Regions from separate parts of the Triticum aestivum genome. Here region 2 is linked to region 1. Evidence: chromatin contacts called from public Hi-C data. All regions are on one chromosome and are shown on one strand. Each heading gives the region's core, a stretch centred on a gene start, on an enhancer-like site or on the middle of the called end of the contact. The rest is flanking DNA. Distances are from core to core; before and after follow the strand shown.

Region 1 (5,620 bases), core at 537-3,036:
GAACTTCTGAATTTCCAGTTTTTGCTTACAAACCCTATGCTTGTTTATTTCAGAAACAAGGGACTTCTGTTGTCTGCTGGGATAGTCGAACTACTTGAGCAGATGACATCGAATCCACGCCTAGCTGCTGCAGCCACGGCGCTCTACCTTAACCTTTCCTGCCTCACCGACGCGAAGAGCGTCATCGCTTCCACCCAGGCTGTGCCATTCCTAGTGGACCGTCTGTACAACCACGACGCCTGCGACCCGAAAGCCAGCTCCTGCAAGCATGATGCTCTCTACACGCTGTACAACCTCTCCACCTACCAGGCCAGCATCCCGTCGCTCCTGTCGGCCGGCATCGTGGACGCGCTCCACACGCTCCTGACGGACTCTTCGGTGTCCGAGGGCATCGGGTGGACGGAGAAGGCCCTGGCGGTGGCCATCAGCCTGGCGGCGACCCAGGCCGGCAGGAAGGAGATCATGTCCACCCCGGGGCTGGTGAGCACGCTGGCGATGCTGCTGGACACGGGGGAGCCGACGGAGCAGGAGCAGGCGGTGTCGTGCCTCCTGGCGATGTGCGCGGCGGACGACAAGTGCATCGCGCCGGTGCTGCAGGAGGGCGTGGTGCCGTCGCTGGTCTCCATCTCGGCGACCGGCACGGGGCGGGGCCGGGAGAAGGCCCAGAAGCTGCTGAAGCTGTTCCGGGAGCAGCGGCAACGGGACGGCGGGGGGCAGCAAGCCGCGTCGCAGCAGCAGGCACCGCCGCAGCAGGCCGCGCCGGAGGGCGGGAACGGCGGCGGGGTGATGGTGTGCCACCGGGAGTCGAAGCCGCTGTGCAAGTCCAAGTCGAGGAAGCTGGGGCGGACGCTGAGCTCGCTGTGGAAGAACCGGGGCTTCTCCCTCTACCAGTGCTAGCCTCTAGCAGGCAGGGTTTTGGGGCCTGGTTCATCATCATCAGTAGGATCTGTACATCTCCTCTTTCTTGTTCCTTTTTTCCTTGGGTCGTCTTCCGCTTTGGCGCCGTGGCTGCTTCTTCCTTCCTTTGGGTTTGGGTTAAGTAAGTTGAAAGAGACTACTGCTTCTTCCCCCCCTGCTCGGTGGGGTGATGTAGGGCATTTTCCCCCTCTTTGCCGCCTTCTCATGACACTGTACAATGTATATATAGCCTGCCTTGTTACGAGATGATGCCTCTCTTCCCTTCCTTTTCAGTCAAGCAACCGTTTGTTCTCTTTTGTCAACACGACGGTCCTCTGCTCACTGACATGTGGGCTCCATGGTCCTGTGAAGCTAATTTCGTTCTTCAGGGAGGCTCGACTCCTCATCAAGGAGATTTATTTACTTGCTCACGGTAATCCCGCTGCTTGCTCATCCAGGTGGGGTGGGTTCCTTTTTGTCCTGTCACTGATTATCATCGGCTGCTGCCTCTGCGTGGAAGGACGCAGAGGCCTCGCCAAGATAACGACACTGACATGGCAAGGGCCAACATGAATGGATGCATGAGACTGTGAGAGGGAAAAAGGACCGGCCACCACGGCTTGCGTCCGACAGCACGGAGGAAGGGCGAGGTTCATTTTCACTCACGTGCTGTCCCGTTCTCCGCACGGGATGATTGCGCGGCAGGCGCGCGAATTTTGGCATCATCCGTCGGGTTTCACCTCACCTGGTCGAGCGGCTCTCGAGGAGCGGAGCGGAGCACCGAAAGGCGCCGCTGGCTCCGGAGGGGATCTGATTTAATTAGGAGCCCCCGGTTATTTGTGGCGGGAAGCCAAGCCAGCCGCGGAGGGAGGGAGGGAGGGAGGGAGGGAGGGGGGCGTCGGCCGTCGGTCGGTTCGATGGGACGCGGCGGCGGCGAGGGCCTCCACCCGGCCAGCCCCGGCGGCCTGAAAAGCGAATCCGATTCCACGCCCGTCCCCCCCTCAACCCGCCACTTTCTGTAGCAACATTCCTGCCTCCGTCTCGCTCTCCCTTCCTGCTTTGCTTGTTATTCCTTCCGCCCGCTTGCTTCCCCTCCCTGCCGTGGAAGAGGAGCAAGGGGAGGAAGAGGGCCGGCCCATCGCCGCCGCCGTCGCCGCCGCCGGCAGGGCGGATGTCGGACCGGGAGCTCCCGCCGCCGCTGCGATCCATCCGTACGTCCTCTGCTTCTCTGCTTCTCTGTCTTGCTTGCTGCGTCTTCCTCGTCTTGGTGCATGAAAAGGGGGATTGTTTCGATGATGATCATGACAGAAACAGAGTTTTTTCTTTTGCTTCTTGTTGCCATGATTTATCTGTGATCAGTACGATCTTGAGCCTGGTCTAAAGGGGAGGAAAGAGCGGGAGAAAACAGATTTAGGCGTTGATTTGAATCGCTATTAAACTAATCGACTAGTTAAGATGCCTCCCTGGTCTTGTTCGCCTTCCATATTTTGCCGTCTCCATGCACTGTATGACTAGTTTAAACTTTAAAGCAGCAGCCTTTGCATAACTGGGTATCTATCTATCTATCTATCTATATATCTATGCATCTCCTTTGACATAAATTCAACAAGGAAGATCAATATATAACTGTACTTTATGAAGAAAAAAGTGATCCCACCTGGGATGTGTGCTTTGTACGGCGCATCACGCTTACGGGGCTGTTTGTTCCTGTGAAACTCTCCAAGCGGTTGATTCTGATGTGATTTTCAGACTGATCGAGTCGGCCATCCGCATTTCTGAACATTGGAAACTCGACTATTTTTCAGGAATTACAGGGGACGGGAGGTGCCTGTTCCGGTCCGTCGCCTATGGCGCCTGCATAAGGAGAGGCAAGCAGTCGCCGAGCGACAGCGCCCAGAAGGAACTCGCCGACGAGCTTCGAGCAAAGGTAACCACTCAACCGGTTCAGCACTTGATGATTCCGTTCCGTTCCTTGCAATTTTAGCAAAAGAGATTGCTGACCCACCTGTCGGCCTGTTTCAGGTTGCAGATGAGTTCATCAAGCGACGAGGAGATACCGAATGGTGAAGTCTTCTTTCCTGCAAAAAAATTTAAAACAGTGAATTAAACATGATCTTTTCTTTCCTGCAAAATCAAAAGTAACATGATCATTTTCGATGTGAATCTTTGGATAGGTTCCTCGAAGGCAATTTCGAGAGCTATGTGCGGAAGATGAGGAAGCCTCACGCCTGGGGAGGAGAACCTGAGCTGCTCATGTGCTCACATGTTCTTGGGTAGGCACCTTTCTTTACATGTGTAATCAATTTGTAGGTTTATATTCTGAAATGTAATTGCTTACGAGGAATGTCAACACTGCTTGCAGGATGCCCATCACCGTCCACATGTACACCAAGGGCACCGATAACCCCAGGATCATAGCAGAGTATGGCCAGGAGTACGGCAAGGACAACCCGGTCCGTGTTCTATACGACGGTTATGGGCACTACGACGCGCTGCAGCCATCTCTTGTAAGAACACAACCAAGACTGTAAGTTACTAGTACAACACTGTGCAAAATCCGACAACATTTGGCCTACTCTTTTGAGTTGAGGAACCAATGTTCCCTCCTGTCAATTTGCAGGAGAGGAGCGTAGCTAACCGGAGAATGGTGCGCTATGTAAGCTTCTTCTACTACTTCTCTAGGGCAGCCGCATAAATTCCGACATCTGCTGCAACTTGGTTTCGTTCGAGTTGGCAGATCACGGTATAGCACATATGGAGGTTCAGCCCGGGTTCGCTGCTCTATCGTTCGATCTTCTTCGAGGCTGATGTATAAATAATAAGCTTCGCGTGTGTAACTCCTGATCCAGTCAGGGAATTTAACTGCATAAACTTACACTGCGTCCAGCTTAAAATGGAGTGTTTTGTGTAAATTCTGGAATATTTTACTCTGAAAGCTTTGCTGATGGACATATGGTTCGCCGACAATTGCTTCGAAGCAACTGAATTCTCACGGCGAATGTGAATACAATCTTTCTCAGAGTATGAATACAATCTTATTTTGTTATGTTGGTCACTGATTTTCCTCTAGGATTGCTACATAGAAAATAAAATGTGTGCATAATCATCATTTGAGGGCTCTCCTTAGACTGATATTTGCCCAATTGACACATGCCTATCGAGTATTACTCCCTCTGTAAACAAATATAAGAACGTTTAGATCAATACTTTAGTGATCTAAATGCTCTTATATTTCTTTACGGAGGGGGTACTAACCAATACAGTGATGATTAGTAAAAGACTAGCCCGGAACCAGCAGAGGAAAAAAACCCAGAACTATGGGGCACGTTCAAAGGAGGCTCTTTTCTACGAAGATAGAAGATGCTTGGAAGTACCTGGATTAGAAGATTGGAGATACCAAACAGAAAGGTGGCTCTTTTCTATGAAGATAGAAGATGCTTGGAAGTACCGGGGTCGGCAGAGTTGTTCTCAAAGAGAAACGGTGCAGAAAAGGCTAGATCCCAGCTCGGAGGTTCCGAATGGATTTGCTCGGGAGTACTGGACCTATAATGGGACTCAAAGGGCTGAAGCAAATTGAGAAGGGCTCGAAAGTGCCGGGAAAAAGTCATGCTCGGATGTACCAGAGCTAACAGAGTTGATCTCAAAGGAAACATAGCTCGGTGGTACTGGAGAAATTTCTTGGCAGTTCTGACTCGGAGAAAATAGGGTTCACTCGACAGAGCACACACCCTCAATAGTACTGGGTAGAATTACTCGAAGGTACCAAGGCTAGGAAAAACAAAGGATTGAGTGGCAGGAGTAAAAGGAGTAAAATTCCGAGGGACTTTGGTTGAGGATTTTATCTTGGAGTTCAACCATTGTTCTTTTATTTGTGCCCTTCTGATAGTATAATTGTACTAACATTGATGTGAACTTTGGATTCACCAAAGACCTATAAATTACATCCTGGGAGTTTGAAGCAAGTAACCACCTGAAGATGTAAAAGTAGGAGTCACACTCACATATGGGGACTAATTTACTGAAATAAATTTGATGAACTCTTAGTCATATCAATTGTCTTGCCATTCATCACGAAAACCTGATAAGATGCACTTTCAATTGGCCATATAGATCCAAGATGTTTAATGAAAGGATAAGGATGAAACAATGTGCCATTTCGCCCAATCTTTGTACTAGAGGTCACTGCCTGTAAAATGGGTGTCTCGCCATTTTTTCATGAATTTTGGGAGGTAGAACTATGTTGGAGAATTTATTGGCTAATGGGAACTGAAACGGATTTTTTTTAAGATGCAAATATTGGACTTGACATGATTATGTTTTTGCTGTTTTTTTTGTGTGTGGGATTTATCACAAGTATTGTGGTGTCCTCTTTGGAAAGGCAACATTAGGGTTTAAGATTTCCAAAGGATTACACTTACAATTTGAGGAAAAGCTCAAGGAGATGGGACCCTTGGGTACCAATAATTGGTGGGAGATATTTCTTGTCTTGGATGAAAAGAATCATTGTGATCAAAGACCACCACAAGATCCTAAATCCAGTTAAAGAAGAAGAAGAAAACATATCTAGCTTGTTCTCATGCACGCAATGACATCTCTTTCTGCAACCTTCCTTTCCTCATACAAAAGACCAACTTTTATGAAAACATTATTACCAAACATAATCATCATAATATATGCAGCCCAAAGCCTAGGAAGAAAGTACACGGTGGCAAAGATGACAAAA
Region 2 (5,589 bases), core at 2,639-5,138, 210 kb after region 1:
ACTTGAATTGAGTAAATCGCAGAAACCATCGACATTGAAAGCTAGGGTTGCAGAAACCACACTTCTACAGTTTTATGCCAGAAACCTCTAATTCTGAGGCTATTTTTTTGCAAAAAACACTAGTCGTCCGCTTAGGCCATTTTGAGCATGATTATGACAGGTGGGTCCCACCGGACAGGGTGACATGACACGAAATAATGGATAGCAAATAGACAAAATTGCAGGGACTAAACTGTAAAAGAACCTAGGAGGATAAGGTCATTTTTTTAAGAAAGAAAAGAGAACAGCCAACCCCCTGCATGCTCACTGCCCTGCCTGACACGACTCTTCACTTGTCGCGCAGCCCCGGCAGGCCCCGCCGCCGGAAGCCACTGCCCCCGCCATTGACAAGCCTATATGCGCTCATGTGACCGCCCTCCTTCCCCGGTCCGCCCCGCCCCTCCCTCCCCCAGATTCGACCGCATCGGGCCCCGCTATCGCAAGCCAGACATTGGGCCATCGTTGTGGCCTCCACCCCTCGCCCCTCCGGATCCGGCGGGCGCGGTCGCTCGTCTACCGCGTGGCGGCGCAAGCAGCTGCAGCTGGCCCTCAAGCACCAGAAGAACCCCTGTCGGCACTACATTGCCCAGCCGTCCTAACCGACAACACTGCCGGATCCTCGTCGTTTTTGTCTGTCCTCGACCATGTCGGGCCTCCCCTGTGTGCCCCGCCGCCGGAGCAAGCAACAATTGTGCCGGCCACGCACAGGGAGGGAGTGGCCGCCGGTGTCCGCCACCGGACCGGTGGGAGACGAGGTACTTTTGCAAAATAAAATTGTATCGGGATGTAATTGATTTTTTTTGCCATGGCATCCCTGTCTAGCGGGACCCACCTATCATAATCTCGCTCAAAAGAGCCTAAATGGGGACTAGTGTTTTTGCAAAAAAATAGCTTCAGAATTAGTGCTTTTTGGCATAAAATTGTAGAAGTGTCGTTTCTGCGATCCTAACCTTTAATGTCGATGGTTTCTACAATTCACTCACTTGAATCAGTTGAGCTGGAAACTTTATTGCACATGGAAGAAGCTGGTACCGGAGATCGGTTCAGTTGCAAACTCCAGTATACATGGAGACTTGCATGAGTTGAATTTGTTAAAGAAATATTCTTCAAAACCATACAACTCTAACTACTATAGAAAATCACAAGAGAAATAGCCTCAGATAGTGATATAAAACAACTGACAATTTGTGGGTAAATGACATGATGAACATGGGAGAGTAATGAAATTGCGCAAAAAAAAGTCTCACTCTAATGGGTGCAACATTACATACACGAGTATTCCAGTTTTGGTCAAAAAGTCTGCGCCAGGATCTGGCCACCCACGCCTCCTGGGTCGCATGCGTGTGCGGCTCCGGGGGCCTCCCAAACCCTAGGTCGAGGAGACCCTCAGATCCCCTCCCCTCCCGCTGTTGCCGCCGCCGGTGGCCACACTCGGTCGATGAAGGCGGCGGTGGTGGCTGAGCCCCCTCGATGGCCTCCCTTCACGTGGAGCGGGCGTCTCCAAGGTTGCCATGGTGGTGGAGTGGCCAGCGGCACGTTTTGAGGTGATGGCCGTCGGAGCACGGCGGGGAGCTCGACGGGACGGTGGTTCCTGGCGATTCAACAGTCACCTACCGGTTACCTTTGTAACTATAGCAAAGTAGCTGTACAACAGAATGCCCTCTGTCTTTAATACTTTTCTTATATATATTATGTTATATACTAAATGTGTCAAAGCAATAGAACTTATTGAACAAAAAACAAGCCCATCTTTCTCAAAAAGGAAGAGCGCGTGTGCCCCAGAGAGAACCCCATTCTTTCAAGAAAGTGCTAATTAATTATGTTGAAAAAGAAATAAGAAAAACAGGAGTAAGCGAGTAGGGTCAACAAGATTCTAAACGAATACCACAAGTAACGGAACCGACGATGATGAAGAGATAAGGGGCGAAGGGGGGAGCGCGGCGGGGCGATGGAGGAGGGTGGTGCGCTGGCACTGCTCGTGGCGGCGGCACGAGCTTAGCCGTGGAGGTGGCGGCGCCGTGGAGGTGGCGGCGCCGAGGAGGCCCGACCAGGAAAAATCCTGGCGGGCAGCGGGCCGTCGGCTGCCTCCATGTGAGGGGCGTCTCGATGTTGCCTCGAGAGAGTTCGCGTCGGGGTCTGGTCGGTGTTGCTGGTCAGATCCGAACTGGTGGCAGTCCCTGGTGTGGGTGTGAAGGCCGACACGGTGGATCTGGCCCTGGCACAACATGGCTGGTTGTGGTTGCTCCTCGTATGAGTTGTCGGTGGTGGTCTAGGTCGCGGTATCTCGACAGTGTGGGTGGGGGAGGTCCATTGCTGCACGGCTTCGATGACAATTTGCTGTGGAGGATAAGGCATCTTGGGCAGTGCTGCCTGAAACCTTGGAGGAGTGGAGATGCACGACACTACGGATGAAAATCTTGTTCTATTTTGGCTGGGTCGGCGATGATGGCACCCGTGGGTGTCGTTTCCCTCCCTGGAGGCGTCGCTGAGTGTGTTGCCATTTCCCTCGCTTGCTTGGTGTTGGCAGTTGTCTCTGGGCAAAAGACTCGATTCGATGCTGGATCGGTATGATGGCGGCGTCTTCGACATTGTCCTTCTGTTGGGAACATCGTGCTAGGAGACATGGAGTTCCTATGTTGTGCTCCTCCGGTGTTCGCCGTTGTCTTGATCGTGTTCTTCTCCGGATGGTGAATCCAAGACGGTACCTTCCTCGGGTCAGATCGAGTCCTGCCAATCTCTTGCCACCTCCTTAGGCATCAAGGGGGATGGTGCGTCGACAAGAGAAGCTTGACAGGAGCTGATGTTCTTCGGAGGAGAACGATGTCGATCGAGACGCAACGAGGTTCTCGGTTTTGGGTAGGCTCTTTTGTGTTGTAGTTTGTGTTGTCGTGGGGGGCCGCCGTTTGACTAGCCGGATGTGAGCTTGTGCTATGCTTATTATTCGCAGCGAGTGGTAGTCGCCTTATACTTATAATTCTTTATATATATATATATATATATATATATATATATATATATATATAAACTATTACATGCAATTTGCGTACTCTCAGAAAAGTATTTCAATTCTAAAAGAACCTCTCTGTATATTGGTCAATGACCAGACAAAGAAATAAGAAGGCACTGCCATGCATGCCTATTTCTTCCGTGCAAGGTTTTTATTTGCATCCAATAACAGCATGCCAGATTCGCCGCCAAGGTTTTGATCATGGCGCTACGGATGATTGTGGTACGACTCTACCACCAGGATAATTAGAACGATCGCTAAATTTGCGAAACTACTGCTTAAATTTGATCGACTGGTAAGAGCCTAGGATGAACTAATCGATCAATAACTAAGAATCATACTGTATTCTCAATTACCAGGAGAGATCGGAAGTACTACTAAAATGGAGAAAAAGATTAAGAAAAGTTCGGAACACGCACTGTGCATCTGCTGCCGCGAGTGCCGGTCAATCAGCCGCCGCCGTCGCGGTGGAGCGTGCCCGGCGCCGCCGAGCCCGTGCCTGCCTGACGACCAGGGTGAAGCGAGCGTCAATGTGATGAGGAGAAGAAAGAATCGAGCGCTTGATTTTTGTGCGAGGAACCTCGGCTGCCGGCGGCGGCTCTACGGACGGGCAGCGAAACTGTCTGCCCGCGCTGTGCGGAATTGTTTCGGCCAGGCCCAATGGGCTGTAGCGCTCCCTCAGGGCCGGGCCTGGGGGGAATCTCACGCTGCTGGGCCAGCCCACGTACGGAGAAAAGTAACGAAATGACGGCCCAGTCCGTGCCGCGGCCGGGCGCGACGCCGCGCTCCGTTTGATCTGCCAAATAAAAGAAGTGGAGCATTTTTTTTTTTGCAAGTTTTGCCCCTCAAACTCCTCTGGGTGTTTCACAATGCCGACCCCCTTCTCCGCCTGCCGCTTCGCCGCCCACTGGGTGGCCGACGCCCTCGCCGGCGACGAGGCCCTCGACTTCTCCCTCATCAAAGGTATTATCAGCACCGTGAGAGGACGCTCTGCCTATTCCGACCACCTCGACGCTTTCAATGATCTCACCTAGGGTTATCGGTGCTCCGCAGCGCTGGTGGGCGTCTTGCCGGAGTCCCTCGCGGGCGCACCGGAGGAGACGCGGGAGCGGGTTGCGCTCCGATGCCTGCAGGAGGTCGTCTCCCTCGCCGGCCCGGGCGAGGGCGATGGCGAGGGCGAGGCCGCGGCGGCGGCGGCGGGGGTGGCGGGGGGCGGGACGCTTAGGGTTGATGCCACACGCTCTTGCGAGGAATTGCTGATTGAGTTGCTCGGACAGGTATGCGGTGCTTTTGTTACCACGTGCATTCTGGTGGTTCATAGCTTCAGATTTTTGGTTTACCTTTTGTCATAACTGGAATAATACTTGTGTAGTAAAGTGATTGAAATTTGGTTCAGACACAAAAGTATAGCAAGATGGAAGACACCGTCTCTGCATTTGCTCCTAAGTATTGTGCTAGTTAGATTAAATCTTGTCCAGATCATGATGCAAAGTCAGACCACAACTCATAATCTTAATTCCTTCCTTAAAGAATGCAAAACATGCTCATTCAAGGTTGATTCATCCGGTGGCCGAAATGTAGTCCTTGCAGTTAAAAGTTGGAGACGACGGGCTCCACTATACAGCGAATCAGCAATTGATTCCACGGATGGGGCTTGTTATTTAGTTTTGCATTTCTTCCATAGGTGGTAGAGTTATGTTTTCACTGATTCATGAAGTGATTGTGTTCAGCGACAATAGCCACGAACATAACAAGAGCAATTGATTCCACGGATGGGGCTTGTTATTTAGTTTTGCATTTCTTCCATAGGTGGTAGAGTTATGTTTTCACTGATTCATGAAGTGATTGTGTTCAGTGACAATAGCCACGAACATAACAAGAGCATACTTTGCGTATTGTTTGCAGTATGTAATAATGTGTGCTTATCAATGGCTCAAAATATGGCAGCGTTCTAAATTCTGACAGGCATCTCATTTTTGGTATTTAGTCAACAGTAGTGGGCTTTTGTGAGGCTGAAAGCAAGCATACACCTTTAATATGTCATGTTCTCTGTGGAGAACTTGTCTGCTTGTACCTAATGAGTTGTTCATTGATCCAGTGCTGTAGTTCACCAATTTTGCTACTTGCTAGGCTAGACGATGTTATTATTTGAGCTCATGTTTCTTGTGATATGAAACATGATATATCCCTTGGCAATTGTGTCTCAAGTCCTTCCAAGTGCCAACGCCCAACAGACATTACCTCAGCAAAGGGTATTCTAGCAAGTTATACGTTTACGATGTCCCTAGATCATAACAGCATCACTTTACAGTTGAATATTTAAATTCTTTAACTTGTGTAAGGAGCAGGGATGCCGTTAGATATTGCACATCACATAATTATGCATGTTTCTAATGGTTATATCCGGTGCTCTTTTATGATTACCACTCCTTGTACCTTGGCGAAACAATCATCATATGCTCTGGTGTCTTTAATTTGTGGTAGCTAATACATGCTGCTATTTAGCTAGTGTCCAGATGTTTTTGAGTTTTTTGCTTTACATG

What was found. Hi-C and Micro-C count contacts between places; a contact is called where the count stands out from the background.
Region 2: a contact with region 1 is called in a Hi-C map of leaf, with 5 times the contacts expected there. The contact joins the promoter of LOC123062837 here to the promoter of LOC123062832 in region 1. A contact is called at or near these places in 2 of 5 Hi-C or Micro-C datasets (both in leaf).

The regions. Positions count from the first base shown.
Region 1 is chr3A:642,406,162-642,411,781 of IWGSC CS RefSeq v2.1, forward strand. It overlaps LOC123062832 (OVARIAN TUMOR DOMAIN-containing deubiquitinating enzyme 4), which reads left to right and starts at 1,787. Exons shown (of 6, transcript XM_044486507.1): 1 at 1,787-2,108; 2 at 2,703-2,824; 3 at 2,920-2,960; 4 at 3,072-3,170; 5 at 3,260-3,424; 6 at 3,518-3,943. The coding sequence starts at 2,069. The coding sequence ends at 3,530. LOC123062831 (U-box domain-containing protein 45) reads left to right here. Exons shown (of 6, transcript XM_044486505.1): 6 at 54-1,162. The coding sequence ends at 897.
Region 2 is chr3A:642,609,295-642,614,883 of IWGSC CS RefSeq v2.1, forward strand. LOC123062837 reads left to right here and starts at 3,889. Exons shown (of 6, transcript XM_044486511.1): 1 at 3,889-4,009; 2 at 4,100-4,323. The coding sequence starts at 3,916. It also overlaps the pseudogene LOC123062838.